2 separate regions of the Gossypium hirsutum genome follow, and region 1 is linked to region 2. Evidence: chromatin contacts called from public Hi-C data. All regions are on one chromosome and are shown on one strand. Each heading gives the region's core, a stretch centred on a gene start, on an enhancer-like site or on the middle of the called end of the contact. The rest is flanking DNA. Distances are from core to core; before and after follow the strand shown. Region 1 has its middle 15 kb from the start of LOC107913218. Region 2 holds the start of LOC107913220 (protein IRX15-LIKE).

What was found. A called contact is a pair of places that touch in the nucleus more often than the background predicts.
Region 1: a contact with region 2 is called in a Hi-C map of leaf, with 3 times the contacts expected there. The contact joins the enhancer-like site here to the promoter of LOC107913220 in region 2. A contact is called at or near these places in 13 of 34 Hi-C or Micro-C datasets (anther, callus, fibers and 3 more).

The regions. Positions count from the first base shown.
Region 1 is chrD11:26,350,692-26,356,003 of Gossypium_hirsutum_v2.1, reverse strand. No RefSeq gene overlaps it. Among protein-coding and RNA genes, the nearest start is that of LOC107913218, 15 kb to the right of the region's middle. Within about 2 kb of position 3,808, at least 3 of the 9 cell types and tissues checked have an H3K27ac peak or open chromatin away from gene starts, as enhancers often do. A contact at or near this core is called in leaf, where this site is marked.
Region 2 is chrD11:26,310,079-26,315,607 of Gossypium_hirsutum_v2.1, reverse strand. LOC107913220 (protein IRX15-LIKE) reads right to left here and starts at 1,468. Exons shown (of 1, transcript XM_016841741.2): 1 at 1-1,468. The coding sequence starts at 1,144. The coding sequence ends at 170. It overlaps LOC121223029 (a long non-coding RNA gene), which reads left to right and starts at 1,689. Exons shown (of 3, transcript XR_005920376.1): 1 at 1,689-1,759; 2 at 1,908-2,036; 3 at 2,328-2,612.

The sequences.
Region 1 (5,312 bases), core at 2,559-5,058, 38 kb before region 2:
CATAAAACTTTGGCCCAATCTTTTGGGCCCATCTCATTCTTAGATTTCCTTACCCCAAACAAGCGCAACCGCTAATGAAATTATAAAAACATCATGTGTTCTATTTATTTATTTTTAATTATTAATTAAAGATAATATGATTTTTTTTAACTTTTTTCACTCTTAACGTATCAAATAATTATTTTTATAAGCATACTATTATTTTTATTTTAATTAATGATATTTTCAATAATTATTTAATTTTATAAATAAAAGAATTAAAAATAAAAATAAAATATCATCAAAATAATAATCAAACTCTAATTTATTAAAATAATTAAAAGTATATAAAAATTATGAAAAATTATAAAACTCTAATTGAGTGGGAAAAGATGTAAACATTTAAAAAACTAATAAAAATAGTCTAACTAAATTATTTTTGAAAGCTTTTTTAAGTGTTCTGACTTGTGCACTAATTTAATCCTTATTTATTTTTTAAAACCACAATCAAATGATTCAATACAACGAGGAATCCTCATATTTATGGTCTCAAAGCATGTTTTTTTTTTTTTTCTTTGTGACAGAAAAGAAAAGATACAACTAGTTAAGTTATACTAAAGGGATTATTTGTATACACATGCAACCTTTCTTCCCTATTAAGGGTTGTTTTAGCTATTCGAATTGCTTCAGTGTTTTTTTCTCTAGGGATGAATTTAAGTTCCCATTTTTTTTATCCTTCAAGAGATGGAAATAATTCAACATCAAGTATTGAACATTTCCCTACCTGTCAACAAAACCCGATGATTCAATCTTCGTGGTTGTCTCTCAAAGTCCCTCCTATAGTAGCATGGCCTGAATTTGTTTTGACAGAACCATCAATTCTTAATTTCATCCAACTGTCTGTCGAAATAGTCTCTGCTCTCACCTTTTGTTTCACATTATAATTTTCTTTGGGCATGGAAGTGTATTGTTTTGCACAGCTGTACAAAACTTTGAAGATCTCTTTAATGCTCCATGACACTCCCTGAAAAATAATAATATTCCTATTCTTCCAAATGCACCACATGACAAGGTTGAATAAAGTTGACCAAACTACCTCATCGGAGGCGAGTTTTTGGTTATTTTGCAAATTAGACATGAGCCACTCCTACAGAGTCCCGGCAAAAACCAGGCTTACTTCTCTATTGGAACAATAAGCGACCAGACCGCTTTTGCTGCCCTACAGTCTCTGATCGCATGGATGGTATCCTCCGGAATTGCTCTACAGATCATGTAATGATCATCGTTTGTTAAACTGCGCTTAAGCCTCTCCACTTGCGTGAGTAAACGATGCTTAAGAACTAACCAAATAAACATCTGAACCCTCAGCGGCCCTTGATACTGCCACGGTATATTCCAAGTTTCATCTCTCAAATTCCACAAGTTTCCTTTAATCTGCTTATAAGCACTCTTGATAGTGAAAGATCCTGTTGAAGTTCCTGTCCAAGTGACTTTATCCAACCCAATGCAAGGGTGTGGGGGAGGAATGCTAATAATAAGGCTTATAATCTCATTCGACAACCTAACCCGAAATAAATCTAAGTTCCACAAGCCCTCCTCAATTACCATATTGTGGAGGAAACAATCTTCATCAAGGTTATTTCTGACGGAATAAGATTTATCCAAGGTCCAACTTCACGAATTCAATTGTCCTTCCAACACTTTATGGTATTACCATTACCTACAGACGAGAGAGTGTTCTCACAGAGGAAGGGCCAAATTTTCGAGAGTGCTCTCCAAAGAAAGGAGCAGTTTAGTTCTTAGAAAAAAGTTAAGATTTTTTTCATGCATAGTTTAATGAAATTCTCATAAAGGTTTTATTATTGATTGGTTTTTTAATTTTATTTTTAAAAGTTTTTCATTTTTATTTTAGAAATTTTAGAACATTTTGGAATTTTCTTCGCATTTGAAAAATTAGAATGTTTTGAAAATTTTCACAATTTTTTTTTAGAAATTAGTGTAATTTTTTATAATATTAAAAAAATTGATATATAGCTTAAATTTAAAATAATTTTTATATTTTTAAATAATTTTTAACTTAGATATTTAAAAAAAAACCTCATAAAATAATTGAAAAGTCAATTAAGTCCCCAATAAAAAGTCATCCTCATCTGCCATGTATCTTTTGTTGGAGCTTCAATGGTAACATACGTTTAAAGGCTTAATTGATTGTTAGTTTTCAATTAAAACACCGCAAATGAGTGTGATCTTATATTAGAAACTTAATTATTTTTAATTGTTTTAAGAGAGTTTTTAATATTTAAGTTTTTTTATATAATAATGTTTTGTTTTCATAATTTTACAAATGAAATTACAATATTATTGCATACAACCTTTTTTTTATCACTTAAAAAGTTAAATTTGTATTTGAATTTGGATTTTAAAATTTTAAAATTTATTAACTTAAAGTGATTTATTTTGAAAAATATTTTTCATTTAAATTTTTTATTTGAATAATTAAAATTTAGATTTAAGGTTTAACATTTATAAATCAATATGGATTGTTATACCACGTACCTTAACACCCTACACTATAATAGACATCACTATAATGCCATCAAGGACAACTGTTAGTAGGGGCGAAGTCAAAAATAATTTTAGGGGATCAGAATTAAATTATATATTTTTACAATAGTAAAAAATGTAATTTCACCATTTTAATAGTATATATCTTTATAATTTTAAAAGGATTAAATTAAATTTTTACCATTTTTGGAGGGGTCTAAGTACAATTTTACCATTATCAATTTAAAATTTTATAAATCATAAAGGGGCTTAAATGAAAATTTTTTTATTTTAGGGGAGACTGGACCCCCTACCAGCCCCCTTGGCTCCGCCCCTGATGTTAGATCCAATTTCATTAATTTTTTCCAACTTGCCAAGCACGCCAACTTTATATCGCAATGCATTTAGATCATACTCTAATCTAAGTCTAAATTGAACTCTACTAAAGAAGCACTCATGTAACGAGGAACACACTCCAAACCCTTATTCTTATATAAATATCAAGAGAAATGGTGAGAAAAACGGAAAAAAAGAAATCAACCATAGCCATCACTACACTCCTAAACCTCCATTTTAATAGCTTTCAACTATGTAAATCACCACCAAAGTCTATCCCCAAATTTGTGTAACTTAATTGTTTTATAGCAAATATAGTATAAGGAGATGTATTAGTGGTTTATTATTATGTGTTGTTTTTTTTATTATGAAAAAATGGTGACCTCGTCTTTGGTTCTAAGTTAGAAGAAGCAATCAAGGTATTTTATTCGATTTGCATTTGAAACATCCACCTAACTTTAACTGAAAGTTCTTGAATTCTTCCTTTTTTCACTCTAATTCCAACTTTTGTTTCTAAAAGTCCAAACTATCCTACTCTCTTTCTTTCGACATTTCAAACCAAAACTACACATTTTAAATCTTTGCTGATCCATTTGCAATAGGATATTATATACACATCAATCAAATCCAGATTCATGGCCACTCTTTATGTTTACGAATTTTGATTAACTCTTCTGTTTTTGGTGAATTACAATAAGATCGAGCTTGATTAATATGACTCAAATTCAAATCACATCTAAAATAATGAATACGTTTAACCATCAAACTATCCTATGGAGTTTAAATTTATATTTATAAGGGAAACAAAATCAAATTTTGATACTAAAATATATTAGAATTAAGAAATGTGTGGATGAGAAAGTCAAGAAATTGGGCAGGTGAAAGGAGCACGCCTTCTCTTTGGCTTTGGTCGATGCTGCCTTTCCGTCTTTGACTTTTGGCAGTCGGCTCTGCTTCATGGAAGCCGCACTCCTGTTCTTTGTCTATATATCCCCACGTGCCTCTGTTCAACCTCAATTATATTTTCTTCAATCACGGACACAAACTTCCCATATCTAATCATAATTTTATTTCCCATTTCTATTTAAAATTATATTATTATTACAATAATTTTAAAAAATAAGTGAATATGCGTAATTCAAGGATTGGAGATTATAGATAATAGACAATTTATAGATTAGAGAGGATTTATAGGTAGACTGATTATGGACTAGGTTGTCCGATTTGAAAAATTAGAAGGTTTAGATAAATTTAAAATTAGGTTTAAACAAAAAATAATATCCATTTTCTAAATGGGTCAGGCCTTGGATAAAATTTTTTTTAGTTCGGGCCTAAATAAAATAACTATTTTTAATAAAAAATTTCTATCATTTTTGGTGCTATTTTTGCTTTTATTTTTTTTGTTTTTTTGTTGTTTGGGTGTTGTTTTTTTGTGCGTTTTTACTATTGTTACGTTGTTGTTTTTAATTTCATTTCGGTGTCATTTTTAATATCATTTGAATATTGTAGGACTTATGTTGTATTGGTAATCTTGCTACTATTTCTATTACAACTATCTTAGTATAAGTATTTTTTTATGTATTTTCAATTTGTTTGTTGTTTTAATATTTGTTTTAAATTTTTTAAGTGTTTTTGATATATTATATATTTTTTAAAATTTGTTGTATATAATAAAATAATTTAAAAAAATTAATACGGGCTAAGGTTTGGCTTCTATAATTCGGGTCGGGCCTAGACAAAGTTTTAAGTCTATTTTTTGGGTCGGACCGAGTCTAGGCCTAAAAATAACCTTAAAATTTGGTTGAGACCTGACTCGGCCCAAAATCAATTCTAGCTATGAATAGTTTTAAACATTGCATCAAAAATAACAGATATGAATTAGCTCTAGCTATGAGTAGTTCTAAACATTACATCTTATAATTTAATATGATCAGAACCTATAATATAAATAATTTTTTTATATATTTTTGTTTCTTTCGTATTAAGTAAAACTTTTTTATAAAAGATAAAATCAAATGTAAATATTTTTTGATGTTGAATCCAACATACCAAGCAGAATGGAATAAATTGGTAGGAAGCTATACAGATGGTGAAATTGATGTGATTGAATGAACGTAAGGATCAAATCTATTTATTAAAAAATTGATGAGATAATAATTTGACCTGACCGTTAATGATAATTTCTTGAAGTGAAATTTGTTAAATAAATGTTGTACTCATCCTAACCAATTGAATATAAAAGAATGATTTGTTTTTATTATTTAAACCCCACTAGTCTATGTTACTAAAAATGATCAATTGAGCAGTGTTAGTGTATCTCTTCAAAAAATCATCCTAAAAATGATTTGTAATTTTGTCTTTTTTTATTCAAAAAATTGATATATCAGTATGATGTACAAATGATACATTTTGTGTCATTGTCTAGTTATTCCGTCAATCATACTAATTTTTAA
Region 2 (5,529 bases), core at 219-2,718:
TGCCAAATACAAAATTATTTTTTACACGAACACCATCCCCAACAAAGAAAAGATCCATCTATAAAATGTTTCCAAATGATGATAAATAATCCGTATTCACCTCCCTTTATACCATTTTTGACACCTTGGCTTGGGACTGTTATGTATTTATGATCATCACATTCATGAACTAAGATGAAGATGAAGCTTTCCTTGATGTATTGATGTTCTTGTTGCGACAGTATTGGTAGCTATTCTCTTCCATTCTTTCCACCACGAAATGTGCTAGAACTCCGTTCAATTCCACCAAGTTTTCCTTGCACAAAAACTCATCCCCAGACATCTTCTCCACATCTCTATAATAATCATGAACAAATATATGCGTCTTGGGATTGCCCCCTTTCTTGCTTCTTGCAAGCACCCCCGACGTGAAGATCGGTTGCATCCTTCCAGGGCCTTCGTCTCCTTCGCCTCTTGGCCCGTCGATCAATATCAAGTCCCAATCCACTTCGTAAACATGGTTCGGCAAATCATTGATTCCCAGCTTACAATCTGAGAACAGCAGGTTTTGGACCGGCCTACATTCGTTCCGGATCTGTGCTTTAGCAGATGCTATGAGCTCTCTCGTTTCGCTTGCCTTGGTCGTGTATTGGACGTCGTAAGCGTCGATTTCGGGGTGCAACTCTTCGAAATAGGCCGCGTAGTACCGGTTTTCGTCGATGAAAACGGTGCGGCCATTGTGGTTCAGTGCTTTCCACAGGAGGGTTTCTTGTGTTAGACCGAAAACGAGGAAGTTGCATGGGGAGGAACATTTACGTAGGACATCAGAGATCGGCTTCAGCTCCGCATATGTCATGTGGAAACTGTCGTTGGATCTCGAAGCATAATGGAGAAGGGTGTTGATGACGGTGGTGGGCAATAGTGCACCACCACCACCACCACCACCACCAAAGGCGGACACAGATGAGCCGGGGCCTCTCACGGTTGTCCTTACGGCTGCTGTAGTTCTACCGGAAACAGACTCTCGGGTGTATATGAGAGTTAAAAGGAAGGCAATAGTGAAAAAGGAAATGAAGGCAAGAAGCCATAATCTGCTAGAGCTGCCTTGTTTTTGGATATAAGGATGGAGGAGGATTAGCTTGGTATTACTGTTACTGTTCTTCATTTTTTTTTTGCTTTTGCAATCGTGGAGAACAATGTTTTGACTGGTGAGAGAATCAGAGAAAATGGGGTTTGATTTAAAGAAGGTTGAAACAATATAGGATTAGGCAAACATGAAGTGACATTACGTTAAATTACATTAAAGACAACCTAATAATATTCTAGAAAACCAAATTAAACCACATGGAAAACCATTTAAGTATTTCCTTTTTATGCTTTTGGGGTTTTGAAAAGTAGGTTGGCTTTGTTTTCACTGCAAAACTAACATGGAAGTGATGATTAATTGGGGTGAAAGAATGGTGAAAATGGGTTATCCAAAATTAGAAGTGGTATGAAAGAAACAGAGGAGAAGAGGGGTTGTTGAAGACCGGGGGCTGGTGAGGGGCAAAAGGAAAGTAGATGGGGAATATGATATTGTAGTGACCCGATAACTAATTACAAGCCAAATGTCTCTTTTCCTTCATCAATTTCAGGTTTTATTCTCAAGTAACTTTTTTTTTATACATTTATATATACCATTTCTTAAATAATGAGTTTCCATCTGAAGGTGACAATTCACCTGCTTCAAATTTCCCATTTGCAGAAACCAGGGTTTGGGATGAACAGAGTCACAGACTAAGTATGCAGGTTCTTTTATATTCCTTTAAATTAACTGATAGTCTGGTTTATAGTTATATTTGAACAATGTATAACCCAAAAACCCATATTTTTCATAACAAGTTCAACTGATCTAAGGAATCATGTTCATTAGGAATTTGTATTTGCAGGAAAGTTGTGTGTAAGTCCCTTTTTTTATTGGAGAGGCATGGGATCGTGCAATTATACATTTGAATCAGTGATCTCAGTGGTTCAACAGCTATGAACAGAATAGATTAAAAAATGACTTGAACAGCAAGGTAATATAATCAATAGCATTACTCGTTGCAAATACAGGTGATCATGGCCGAGTTGGGCCGGTCCCAGACAAAATTTTAGGCCCGTTTTTAAGCCCGGGTTTAGTCTGAAATATGGGTCTAAAAATTTGTCTAAGTCTGGACCGAGAAAAAATTGCTAAGCTTAATATATAATTCGGGCTAGGCCGTGCTGGGCTTGGGCTAAAAAAATTTTACCCAAGCACTGGACCTCATTTTTTTGCCAAAACCTATATTTCGTGCCTATATTTTTACCTAAATCCTCCCATTTTTCAGGTAGGTCTTGGGCCAGATCGAATAACCTTACTCATGATTACATCTAGTTGCAAAACAAGGTTATTACGGTACAAGGAAATGATGACAATCCTTACATTGGCCCAAAAAAGGTAATGTCAGACGATCTTACTTTATGCTTCTACACTTGTCGGTTAAAGCTTAGCCCTCTATAAAATTTTATTTTAGTCGCATTGGATTTTGCACATTAGTTTGTTTGTTGTTGATAGAATGATAGTATTAGATTAAATGGTTGTTTAAGTTTTCTTTTTTAAATTTAATGCTATGTTAGTTATCATTCAAAATTAAGGTGCAAGAACTAAAATATTATATTTTCAACAGTAGAGAGGTTAAAATTGCAGTAAACTCATCTTTTATCATTTGGGTTGCAAATACAAAAAATGAAGCCCTAAAAAAATTAAGTAGGGTATGGGCCTCCTGGGTTTCACCAGGCTTTTTTCTCATATGCCAGTGGTTAAACAACATAAAGCTTCACACCATCGTTTTCAAGTGACAAAACTGAACAGATTTCTAAAAAGAAAAATCAACAAAGATAAAATCCCCTCTCTTGTGCTTTTTTAGCCAAAGGGGCGGCTTTAATACTTGAGTTCTATGGTCCAATCAACAGTTATAATTTACATTAAAGAAAACAAAACAACATTGACATGACCTTTGTGGATTGGTAACGTTCTGTTTGGTCAATAAAGCATCTGTGTTTTTTCCTCGTTGAAATGGAGCACAATGCATGAAAGATTAAAGGGAAAGGCATTATTAAGGGATAAAAAGAGCACATGTTTAAGTGCATTTGGCTTCAAAGATGGGACATAAAGTTTGGGGCTTTCAACATGGGGAGGATATTCTAGAATGGTGAACACTAATGAAGTAATTAAATTAAATAAAAAAAAGTTGTCAAATTACCCCATCTTTAATCATAACAAGATGGAGGTTGAAGAAGCATGGATTTTTTAAAGAATCTTGATTAAGTATTTAGTAATGCAAATAAAAGTGATATTTTAAAATATTTAATTAGTAATTATTATTATAATAATAATATTGAAAAGAAGAAAATGATACCATTCCTATAAACAAAATTTGATAAAAAATTCGGTAACATTGATGCATTAAATAAAAATTAAATGAGTACTTACTAACATCAACTAGATGGATTATGTTTTAATACCGAAAATGGATATCATTTTATAATAGCAGTTTTGTTTCTTCTTAATTTCCTTTCCACTTTTGGACAACCTTCTATCATTAAATATGATTGAAGACAAATTTTCTTGAGAACATGCAGACTTAGTTCTTCACCTTTTTACTCATTGGCTTGCTATTTACTTTACTGCCATTCGATTGAAGTACATTTAATTGCTTTTGTGATAAAAGAAAACTTAAAAAGAAGCCCAAGCCCTTTGTATGAATGACACCTTTTAATAGGTAATTTTGCACTTACAATGTCATTCCAAAGTTGCAAACGTGAATCTATATGGTTCCTCCTCAAACGGATTTCCTGTGGCCCGAAATTTCCAACACTCACTTGCATGATTTGTTGCCACATCTATCTAACTAACCTATAAAAAGCTAAAGCAGCATGGTCCTAAAGCCTAGAAAGATTCCGGATCCGGATGGATTACGCCCATTTTTCTTTCAATGTTGTTGGCCATAGGTAAGATTCAATACATTAATTGCCATTATTCCCAAGTGTCAAGAAGTACCTTCAATCACTCAATTTCGGTCCATTAGTTTAAGCAACATGACCTATAAAATTATCACAAAAATAATGGCTGCTAGGATCAAACCAATCCTCCAAAATATTTTTTCTCCAATGGAAGATTTCTACCTAGCTGCTAAACTTCAGATAATGCTATTATTGTTCAAGAGATTATACATTTATTAAATCAAATGTAAAACAAGGTAGGAGCTATGATGATCAAACTTGATCTCGAGAAGGCATACGACAAGTTAATTAGAGTGGTCTTTCGTGCGGAAGGTTTTATTTGTACTTTAATTTTCCACTTAGTTGGGTTAAGCTATTATGGCCTGCATCTGGTCTACCATGACTACAGTTCTCTTCAATGGATCTAGACTATAGAGCTTTAAACCCTTACGTGACATTAGGCAAGTAACCCTTTATCTCTCTATATGTTCATCCCTTGTATGGAATACTTGAACCTTCAAATCTCTAAAGAAGTGGAGGAAGGACAGTGGAGCCACATCAAGCATCAAGAAATAGTCCATTACTTTCCCATCTATTCTTTGCAAATGATGTCATTAGCTTTGCCAAATCCATTCTTAAGACAATTAATTCCATTAAGAGAGTGCTTCAAGTCTTTATGGAGGAATTGGGACAAAATGTAAACCTTTCTAGGGTGGTTTTCTCCCCTAACTACCATGCACATAGAAAGAAAGAAATTGCCAACTCCCTGAATATTAAAGAATCTTTAGATTTAGGGTGATATTTAGGCTTTCCTATTCATTCCAAAAGAATCTCAAAACGGGACTATGAGGTCATTGTTGACAAAGCTTGAGGAAAGCTTAACGCTTGGAAAGTAAATACATTATCACAAGCAGGACAAATTGTGCTCATCCAATCTACGATGGCTTTGATTTCGAGATACTTCATGCAATGATGTTCCTTTCCATCGAGTATGTTGAAGGAACTTGATTGAATTAATAATGACTTCTCATGGGGGAGACATAAACTCAAAGAAGATGCACCTTGTCAATTGGGCTAAGGTCACCCAACCGAAATCCCAAGGCGGCCTAGGATCATGATAACCAAAGCTAGAAACCAAGCCCAATTAGTTAAGTTAGGTGGCATGTTATTTAAGAAAAAGATAAATTATGGGCAAAGGTCCTTACCTCCAAGTACACTCCCAACAATAGAATTGTGAGAAAAAATATGGATGTCTTGCCTACATGGAGCGCTCTAAAAAAGATTAGTCCCTTCCTTGAAAAGGGCTTGCATTGGGTTATTCAGAATAAAAACTCTACTAACTTTTAGAATGATAACTAAATGGGTAGGGGTCCTATAAGAAAATTAGTCGAAAGATCGTTAAAGGAGGAAGAAAGCCTGTTGACTTTTAGTCAAGTACAAAATTTTTAATAGAACGACCAGTTTACTATTTGATCTAACGGACAAGGACTACTTTTCCCTTTTTTATTAAAAGGGGCAAAATGCAATTTGACTTTTAGTATAGAGGCC